Linked DNA regions of Mus musculus: region 1 is linked to region 2. A link is a contact called in public promoter capture Hi-C data. All regions are on one chromosome and are shown on one strand. The core of a region is the stretch at or near the end of the contact, and the rest is flanking DNA. Distances in the headings are between cores, read along the strand shown.

Region 1 (5,215 bases), core at 1,742-4,241, 2.5 Mb before region 2:
TGGAGGGAAGCCTGGGCTCTGAACCTCCCCCGGCTTCCCCTGACAGCATTTTAACTTTGCAGGCTGCATGGGGGCATTTGCACTTTCCTTTAAAAAAAATCATTCCAATCTTACTTAGGAAAACAAAATAAAAGACTACCTTCTCCAGGTTGCGATATCTCATTCCATCAGCCTCTCCCTAGCATCCTCTATTATTTCTCCCTGAAAGATGATACACAACTCAGAACTCATTAGTATCCGAGGATAATTAGCCTGTTTTCCTCCTTCTGTGGATGGCCCGCTTACACAGTGTTCTGTTTCACCTTCACTGAAATGATTGTTGGTTTGGTCTAAATATAAAGGACAGCTTTTGGCTGTCAGGATAGTTGGACATAAACCCTCTATAAAGCAAACTCCCCACTGACTTTTGTTGGAAGATGCATAGCACACATGCATTTAATGAGGTGCCATTTTCTGCCCCACGTAGGCAAATCCCCTAAAGTGCTGACCAGTAAGCAGATACAGATAAGTCCACTGCACCCCACATCTCCTAAGTGGGTAGCTTAAGATCAAAGAGGGCTGGTCTGCTGGCTTCTGACCTTCAGCTAATGCTGCCTGACTTGATGGTAGTATCCGCCTGTACCACCCTTATAGTTCTTATCTCTTTGACCCTTAAGCCATCCTCATGACACACAAGTAATCTTCACAGGAGTGATCATGGAGAATCCTCTTAAATAACCAGGAAGCCCAGGTGCCCAAGAGGAGAACTCACATCCTCCAGGGTATAAAGTTGTTCCTGGATTATATGGGGGCTGAGGCAAAGGCTGGGGAGTCGATGAAATGAGAACCTGAAGGAGGATTTAAACTCCCTTGAGCCTCCTCATAGCAATTAACTAGTGGGAGCTGTTTTTTTTTTTTTTCCTTTTTTCTGTTACTCAGACTCCAGCACAGAGCATGATGTAGAAAAGTGACTCCAATATTGAGATCCTTGGATAGTGTTGAGCCTCTGACAGTTGACAGAAAAAGAGGAGTGTGACCATTGGAGGCTCTTTGAGCCTGCTCTCTCTTTTGAGTCAGGAAGTGCCCAAGGTGTCAAGGCCTTTGAACACCAGCCCAGACAGGAACTTAACCTTTAGCCAAGTTGCCTAGCAGAGGCCTTGAGTGAGAACCGGTGTAGAAGCCCCCCAGGATGGTAAGTACCCACAGATTTGGGGTGACTCCCTTCCTTCACTCCAGGAGCTAGAGGTGCTGCAGGCCTAAAACTTTGCTTTGCTGAGAGTACACACAACCCAGACAAGGCCACTGGGAATCTTCTATGCCCCCAGGTCACACCATGAAGGAATGAATGGACCCTGTTCTACTTCTCTAAGAATACAGCTTTGCACGCGCAAGCTCTCGAGGGGGGATGGGGGGAATTAGTCTACCTAGCAACTGGCACAACATCCCAGTTTGAGTGGGAGCCTAGAGAGCAAGATGGCCACATAACATCACCTGTGTACATACAGAAGTGCAGCCTCCAGTGGATGATACCACTGCTCCAATCTGCGAAGCTTTGGGGCTTTACATGGGAAATAATCTTGTCAGTACTTTGGCATCCAAGAAAGGGAAAACCTCACAAATTGTAAGTGGTTTGGGTGGAGAGAAGTAGCGATGTGCCAGCTATGTAAATCAGCATATGTTGAGACAAAAAGAAATTGTGACAGGTCAGGAGGAAGTTAGAAAGGTAGGCAAACCAGGAAAACGAGGAAGCAACCCTACCTAGAAACTGATTGGAGCCAAGTGGGTGCTTCTATTTCTACCAGGAGGGGCTGCGAACGGGGTGAAGGGTGGTGAGTATGTGCCTGACCTAGGTGTGTCTTTGGATGTAGCTGTGCGGACTGCACTTTCCCGCCGTCAGGCAGGCTTCATTGGCAAGCTCCTGCTTGGTACCAGAAGTTGGATGCCTAGGGTTTCAGGTTCTTTAGCACGTGACAGTCTGTGCCCTGCCGCCGGCACAAACTGTCTAGGACTGGACTGGGGCTGGAAGCCGTTACCAGTTGATGTCAGAGGATCTGATGGAGAAGACCTGGCATTGGACCAGTCTACCCAGTGTTCTGCGCAAGCTAGGTCAGCACAGGGGCTGGGACCAGCGCCGCCTGGCGGAAACTGCTTGTGATCAGAGCGAAGCCTGGCTCCGCCGGCTTAGAGAAAGGAAGCTCCGCGTGGAACGAGTGGAGCAAGAGATTCTTTGACCCAGACACTTCTTGCGGCACAGCAGCTTATGGCGAGGCATGAAGGAACTCAGTCCTGTGCCCGGAGGGATTAAAAACAAGTTCACCGAGGCCAAGCCCTCTAGAAGAAGTCACTTGTGTTGTGCCTTGCATCAGAGAGAGGGTAGAGGTTGGGAGTCTGTGGGTTAAAGCAGAGGCAAAGGAGGGCGCTGAAGCCAGCAGATAGCCAGAAAGGACTTTAGACCCAGTACTAAAAATTCGGGTTTCCTGGCACAGTGAACCTCTAGAGACTTGGGAAAATATTTTGCATATTTATCCAAGAGAGAAATCGACCCATGCCTAGAAGGGTCCGGGACTCAGCTGGCGTCAACGTCTGCAGTCTAGTATTCCCTCTGGGCCCTGGGCCCTAGACTCACTTTAAATCAGGTAGATCACGCCGGGGCCGCCAGCTCCGCGAGTGGCGGGACCTGCCCGGTTCCAGCGCAGCCACCTCGGCTTCAGCTTGCCATTAGGATCGCAAGCGGGGTCTGGAGCCCCTGGACCCTCCGTGCGCACCGTCAGCTAGAGCAATTGGCCACCAGTAGCGACAACGGAGTGGGCTAGGGATCACAGTAGAAAAAAAATCAGCCGGCTGGGTTGGGAGCACCCCATCGTGCCGCGCTGTGTCCCCGCCTCGGGGGTCCGGATCTGTGGGCGGGGACTGGGGCCCCGCCAGGCCCGGGGCTGGCGCGGGCAGGAGGAGGGGCTCCAGAGCGGGCCAGGGGCGGAGCGAGCGGCCGCGTCGCGCAACCAAGTGAGTTCGCTCCGAAGCCCGCGCCGCCGCCGGCCCGCACCTCGGGCGCCCGCCGCCCCCGCCGCCGCCCGCGCGGGGGTGTAGGATGCTGGCGGGCGCCAGGCTCCAGCGGCGGCGGCGGCAGCTACAGCAGCCCCAGCAGCCCCGGTGGCGGCAGCCTCTCCCGTGGCCGATGAATGCAGACCCACCGCCACCGCCCTGGGTTTGGATGGTCCCCGGCACCGCCGGGCTGCTCCGGCTTGGCGCCGGGGTCGCGCCCCCGCCGGTGCTGTTGGCCTCGGCGCAGCCTGCCTCCGCCCCGTTGCTCCCGCGGCTGCCGGGCTGGCCAGCCCCGGGAGAGCCCCTGCTGCCCCTGCTGCCGCTGTCCTCTGCGCCAGACCACGCCGCCGTGCACCATTATCCCCTGCTCCACGGACAGGTAACGGCTCCAGCCCTGATCCCACCCAGGCTCGGTATTGCGGGTCCCTTCCTATCCTGGGGCTGCCCTGACCCTCGGGTTGGCTCTTCTCCGTTCCTGGGTTGTCCTGGGTTCTCCATACCATCAGGACGCAGCCGCGCATTCATACATTGGCAAGAAAGTTCATGCTTCGACGTCCGGTTTTGCTTTGGCAGTCTTTTTTTTTTTCCCCAATATTTTCCCCTGGCTCTCATTAGACCGCCCTAGATCCCGCATCCCTGGCTGAAGCCAAACAGCCTGGACCCAACTTTCCCCGGCGCCGGGCGCTGTCCAGAACGCGGTCCTGAAGTCGCTGCCTCCAAGCAGAGCGCTGCAGCCAACAACCGTGGCTGCCATCGCCTCGAAGTTAATACTTTTACAGTCTCCACCAGACTTGAAAGCAAGCTGCAGATCAATAGCTATTTCTGATTCTGATCTGGTCCCCCTACTCCTTCACATAGATTCAGGGCAGTGCTTAAGAGAATTCCAGCCACGGAAGGCAGCCTGGAAATCCTGCCATGAAAGCGTCTTGTGTGGGGAATTCCTCTCCTGCCCTCTGAATTCCCTCAAGCCAGATCCTACTTTAGAAGAGTTTGGCATGCAGAGACTGGAACAGCAAAGAAAAGTGACTGCACCTTTGATTGATGGTGTCGTGGTGCAACCTTTCTCCTGGCTTCGGCCAAATTCCTCGTTCACTATCTGTGCGAGTGAGTTTGAATGCAGGAATAGCTTGCATTTCACGCCGAAACGGATACCATTAGCACATTCAAATGAGCATTTTGTCACAATATACCTTTTCATTATTTTAGCCCGGTACCACCTTGTGACTTTTTTTTACAAGACGTCATGAAACTCCCCGTAAGCTATTCCTTAGACTTAACGATGCAGATACATGCTGTACTGGGCATCCTATCTTGATGTGTGATACACATAGTAGTCAGCTTTATTGGATAAGCTCTGCTAGCTTTTGCCATGTTTAGGAGGGTTGCCATTTCAGAGTGTTACCACTAGAGGTACATAATGTCAAGAAATCCCCCAAAAACACCCTGTATAAATAATTTTTTTAAAAAAAATTTCAGAAAAAAAATCTTAGCATTAGTCTTTTGAATATTGCTGCTATTCACTATCCAAATAAGGATAGGGAGAATCAGAAAGCTATTTTTACATATAACAAACAAACAAACAAAAAATGTGACTTTGAAACAGTAGCCACTGAGTGTTCCCCCACCTCAGCATTACTGGGGTGGTTTAGTGGGTGACCCATACTTGGTTGTGTGCCCTTCCTGTGCTGGCTGTATTATTTTCTGCACTGAGATCTTCCACCAATTTTCTTTTCTCTAGAATCTGTTTTAACGAACCTTCAAAAAGTTACAATCTTAACTCCTTAAAATAGTTTCAAAATGACAAATGAAATGATGCAAAGTAGCACACTGAAGGAGATGCCAGAGATACAGCTCTGTGCTCTCCATGACTGGAGGCTGAGAATTCAAAAGAAAAGGCCCCAAAGTCAGCCTTTGCCCCTCCCATCATGGTTTCCCATCAGCCCAAGGCAGAAACTCCTTATCTTTTCATTTTCTTTTTTCATTCCCCTTCTCCCTCCCTCCCTCCCTCCTTCCCTCCCTCCCTCCCTCCCTCCCTCCCTCCCTTCCTTCCTTCCTTCCTTCCTTCCTTTCTTTTTTAAGTTAGTCCTTTGACAGGTCCTGAATGCATTGAAACCTTTCTGGTTCCTTCCCCACCCTCTTTTGTTTTCTCTCCTCTCTCATCATCTGCTTTTTCCTCACCAATCCCTCTCCAGGA
Region 2 (5,249 bases), core at 2,078-4,577:
ATGCGGTTGACAATTGATAACCAGCAACACTAGAACATGAGATAAAGAGCAATAAGATGATGGCCTGGCTGAGAGCAGCTCCAGCTGAAAGCCACCAGGAATGGAAACTTCAGCCTCACTCTGTGAAGAACTGAAGTCTAAGAACAACCTATGAGGACTCAGTAGCCCCCTCAGCACCCAGATGAGAGCCTGGCCCTGCCAACATCTTGGGTTTGGCTTTGTGAATTCCTAAGGAAGTATAGAAAAGTGCACAGAGCTTCCAAATCCAGCTGGAAACCATAAGTGCATACTGTTTTAAAGTACAGAACTTGAGGCAACTTACTATACAGTAAAAGAAAGTTAATAGGTGTCTACTATCATGTAAGTCCCATATTCATAGAGAAAGGAGCCATTCCCTCCATAAGAGCATCAAGCCAGAGCCAAGGGCAGCTGGAATGGCCCAAAATAACATGGAAAAATCACACCGGCAAACAACAGCCCAGTGAGAAACGCAGGCACTGTCTGCTTTTCTACAGCCCACAAACTAAGAATGCTTACAACATTTGCAAATGGTGGAGACAATTAAAAGAAGAATAATATTTCATGACACATGAAATTTCATATATGAAATTCAAATTTCAGTGTCCATAAATAAAGTTTGGTAGGAACACAGGCACGTTCATTTATCAAATGTTGCTGATGGAAGCCTTCTCTTGCCAACATATGAATTGAGTAGTTGGAGCTGAGACAGCAGCAATAGTGGAGCCCGAGAACCCAAGGGACTTGCTCTTTTTTTCTTTTTTTTTTTTTTTTCTTTTTCTTTTGAAAGACAGGATCTCATGTAGCCCAAACTGTCTTCCTGGAGCTTACTCTACAGCTCACAGTGGACTGGAAATCCTGATCTTCTTGCCGCCCGCTGTCTGTGTCCCTAAGCCTGGCTTTTGTCGGTGTCTTTACAGAAAAGGTTGTGACCCTGAAACCCTGAGTTCTGACATTTAAAGAACCTTCCCAAGTATCACTGAGACCTAAAGACAGCACTAGCTCCTTACGCACACAGGACAAGAGTGGCTGTCCGGTGGACAAAGATATGGATATCACTGTCAATGGAGTCAGAGGACTTCTAGTATTTTTCTACACCACGTATTGTTCAGACAGGTAATTAATTTGCACATGTACACACATATACACTTCTGGTTTTAAGATTTATTTTAATTTCTCTTGTGTGTGTGTGTGTGTGTGTGTGTGCCTGTGGATATGTACTTGTTCCATGTGTATGTAGGTACGGGGGGGGGGGTGCAGAAGGGATTGTCAGATTTCAGAGTTCTGGGAAATGAACCTAGGTCCTTTTCAAAAGCAACAAATGTTCTTAACTGCTGAGCCATCTCCCCAGCCCCGGCACCTACCCTTTAGTACTAAAGAAAACAAAAGGTATTTGGTGGCTTCCAAAATTTAAATTATATTTAGATTAGGAATGATATTAGAAACAGCAACAGGATCTGATATTTTTATTCTGTGGATCATACCACCATGTAGAACTGTATTCTTTTGTCGCCTATGCATTCATTATGGAGGGAACTGTTTCAGTTTTTGTTTTTGTTTTGAGACAGGGCCTCAAATAACCCAGGCTGGTACTGAGCTTCCTAAGTACCTTGAACTCCTGCTTCACCTCCCAAGTGCTGAGATCTCAAGCGTGTGCCATACTGGGCATTTTGGAACTTCAGCATCAGATAAGGACAACCCCAAAGTCACTTTGTATGGAAAAAATAATAATTATTATTTGTTGGGAGCAGGAAACCAAGAAGGAGGGAGCTCAGCAGAGCTCCAGATATCCAAGAATCCACCAAAGAAACATCTGAGGAGGAAAGAGTACTTTAAAACAAAGAAAAATCCCTTTCTCACTGGACTCAGGGAAGTCCAAGACTCATTTCTTAAAACCTTTACATCTTATCATTCGACTGTTACCCTGGGATTGCCAAATGAAATGCCCAGGGATCAGACCCAGGCAGACAGTGAGGTCAGAAGTTATTCTCTTCTGTGAAGAGTACAAAAGACATTTTGTAAAAGCCAGGCCCAAAGAAGGAAAAGAAAGAAGTCATGCAGAGAGGCAACACATACAGAGACGTGCTTCATGCAAAATTTCAAATGGCTTGGTGACAGCTCTGAGAACCTGTCTGGGGATAATTTTATGGAAAAGCAGTCACAATGATATCAATTAGGAGAGCAAGAAGGATGCCTGCTCTGTCATTTCGGTGGGAGAATGGCTGTTGATTTTCCTTGGCATGCTCCTCACAGGCACTTTGAAGACCTTTCAGCTGAGAAGGGAAATCCACACAGTGACAGGTCCCCCACATGTTTCTCCCAGCGGTTACAACTCCATCTTTCATCCTTTGCTAAGTGGGGCGCTCAGAACATGTGTCAGTGCCGGCTGTGTCTCCTTTGAGGCCCCTTGGGTATCCTCGGGGTATCACTGAGCACAGCCCAGCATCCCCTTTCTTTGGCTTCCGGTTCCTCATCCATACAGTGGGAAGCCTTGCCTTCTCCGTGGAGCTTGGCCAAAAGAAAGCTGAAAAAACAAAACAAAACATACAAAAACCCGGAAAACAAAAAACAAGCAAACAAACAAAAAAACAAAAAACAAAAACACCCAAAGTCTAAAGCACCAATCAGGAAGATTCCGTTAGTCTCTGAGTTACAACTGAAAGGCCAGGTGGGTCAGAAAGTACATCTGTGCGAGAGAGCGAGTCCACAGTCACACAAGGTCACTCAAAATACATTTGCTACCTGGAAGGTAGGGAGTGACTGCGGTCCCCATACAAGCAGACCAAGTGCCTTTTCTAGCTACCAATATCCAAGGAAAACGTGAACAACCTAGAATCAACTGCCGTCTCAAACCAGAGGGGGGCGGGGGGAATGCCCACAACTCAATTAAACTATATCGGCACAATCCCCAAGATAAAACCAGATAGAAAAAAATTAGGGGTGGAGGGACAAATGTAGAATGCCGCATCTGTTTCTCAGGCCCCTCGGTACTAGAAGATCTGGCTGTGGTCTTCACTTTGTGCAGCAGAAGAGGGCAAACCTGCCTGCAAGTTGAAGCTCCCACGGGCAAGAGCAAGTGTCTTCACCGGTAAGTGCTGTTGTGGGCTGGTGGGGGCTAATACGCTATGAATAGAGATGTTTTAAATGTATTAAACATTGCCCCCCTCCTTTTTTTCCCCAAGATTACACTGACAGAGCCTTCCTTAAACATTATTTGAATAAAGCCTCATTACTCACAGTCCAAAGAAGTTCATTAGGAAGAGATGGCTTTGGAAAGGAATCAAGAAGCTTGCCTTTCTTCTCAGCAGTGAATTACATTAGCTACTTCCCAGTTATTTAAACCTTGAAATAAAAGATGTAAACGCCGCAGTGACATCTTAAGATCATTGCGGAGGCCGGTCTTGCATGCACAAAAATGCCCAGCTGGTCTACAGATAAAACAGATTGATAATTAGTTGCAAAATGTAACATTTCATCAAGAATATTTTGAATAATCCAATTTATCTTTGTCAGATATGCAGCACATATTTTTCTGGGGAGCAGCTTTGTTCTTTAACATAATATTATAATTTCAGGCTGCTAATGAAGGCGCCCGCCGGCCGGCCGGGCCTTGATGTGTGGCGTGGCGGGGAGCGCGCCGCGGCCCGGGGACCGGTGCGCCTGAGCTCGCCGCGCCCCGCTGCCGCCACCTGCCCGCCACAGTGTGGGCTGCGAGCTGCGGGCCTCGGGCCGCGGGCGATCAAAGGGCCGGCGGGCAGCGGGGAGGGCGCCCCTGGCGGGCAGAGCGGGCGGCGGCGGGCGGGGGGCTCCACCGACTTGGCTTCTAATTAACCGATGGAAAGGCGCCCTGGCAGCCCGGGTGGTGATCACAGAGGCAGGCATAGTTTGGTGCAAGCTAGCAGGACCCGGGGCTGTCCCTGCTGGGGTCTACTTGAAGAGGGAGGGGCAAGGACAGTTTGCTGATCATAGGACTCTCGGATGCAACTTGCTTCAAAAATACAGCCATCATGAATTCCCAATGCCTGTGACACCTAGGGTCCACATGCTGGTCCAGCCTTTGAGGTGTGGGGCATGGTTCCTGCTTGAAACCCCACATGAGAGAGAGTAACCATGCTCCCTTGTGGAGGCCCAGGCCTGTGCAAGAGGGAGTCTCCCCTTAACTGTGAAAGACCCCCTTGCTATTCTAAAGACCTTGGTTGTAGTGTCCAGAAATGAACTCAGACAGGCCTTTCTCCAGGGATCTTATTTCCCACAATTCCACCCGCGTGGCCAGAGGCCAGGTCTATACTGACTCAATTTGAAAGCCCCATTCCAAAAGATGCTGAAACTGGCAAGGCAGAGCAAACCTTCCTCTTAAGAATGTCCTTACCTATATTTGCTCAAATGGATCCCAGGTACAAACTCTGTGTGCAAAACCTTTATATCTCTTAGAAGTTATCATTTTAACTGCATGTGCAAGCCTGTTGCAGTTGGGCAATATTTTGTATTTTCTGTCTTAACACCAAAAATGAAGTCTCATAGCTCAGAAATTGGTTAATAACCTGTTCTGATACCCAAACTCCCCTGAGCAGTGTGTAATGGGCATTCATTAATGTGGCTCGTCTCTGTCCCCTGTGGTCTTCAGCCAGCCCAGAGGAGACCTGGCCCATGACCTTGGTGTCTTCATGGAGGCTAGAACGGGTGGCAGTGACTAAACCCACGATGTCTCAGGCAGCTCTTAGTTCAGCCAGAAAACCCAGCATGAGCTGAGAAATTCTTCAGATGGAAGCTTGAGTCTGGAAAGGGAGGAGACCTTCACTGTGGTCATAAGTTTTGCTTGTAGGAAAATGTCAAAGACTCAGCCACTAAGGACCTGCAGAATGGGGGAGAGACCTTTAAGGCTGGTCTCCCTTTTCTTTTCTTTTCTTTTGTTGCTTTTGTGTCACAGCAGGGGATTTAAAAGGCTTCTCTGTGGGTGTCCCATCCCGTGTGGAGGAATGTGTCATTCCAGGCTTGTGTGAGAACCAGGTACAGCTCAGAATGTACACAGCTGCCAGGCCCATTGGGATCAGGGAAGAGGGACCACAGAGACCAAGGCTACACATATCCTACAGATTAGAACCCAGCTCGATAAAATCTGTGTGAGTCTCTGCAAGCAAGTAAGCACTTGCCCTTCTCTTTCCCTAGTCTTTGAATGCACTCTGGCATCTCTGTGACCACAGGACCTGATACCCAGGAGAGCCTGATGCTTG

Evidence for each region. Promoter capture Hi-C pulls out the DNA fragments that hold promoters and counts their contacts.
Region 1: a promoter capture Hi-C map of hippocampal neurons shows a contact between it and region 2, with 11 times the contacts expected there. The contact joins the promoter of Tcerg1l here to the promoter of 6330420H09Rik in region 2. A contact is called at or near these places in 3 of 39 promoter capture datasets (hippocampal neurons, liver and pre-B cells).

Annotation. Positions count from the first base shown.
Region 1 is chr7:138,395,506-138,400,720 of GRCm38.p6, reverse strand. Tcerg1l (transcription elongation regulator 1-like) reads left to right here and starts at 2,991. Exons shown (of 12, transcript NM_183289.3): 1 at 2,991-3,400. The coding sequence starts at 3,068.
Region 2 is chr7:135,852,197-135,857,445 of GRCm38.p6, reverse strand. It overlaps 6330420H09Rik (RIKEN cDNA 6330420H09 gene), which reads right to left and starts at 3,327. Exons shown (of 2, transcript NR_166518.1): 1 at 3,256-3,327; 2 at 1,470-2,542.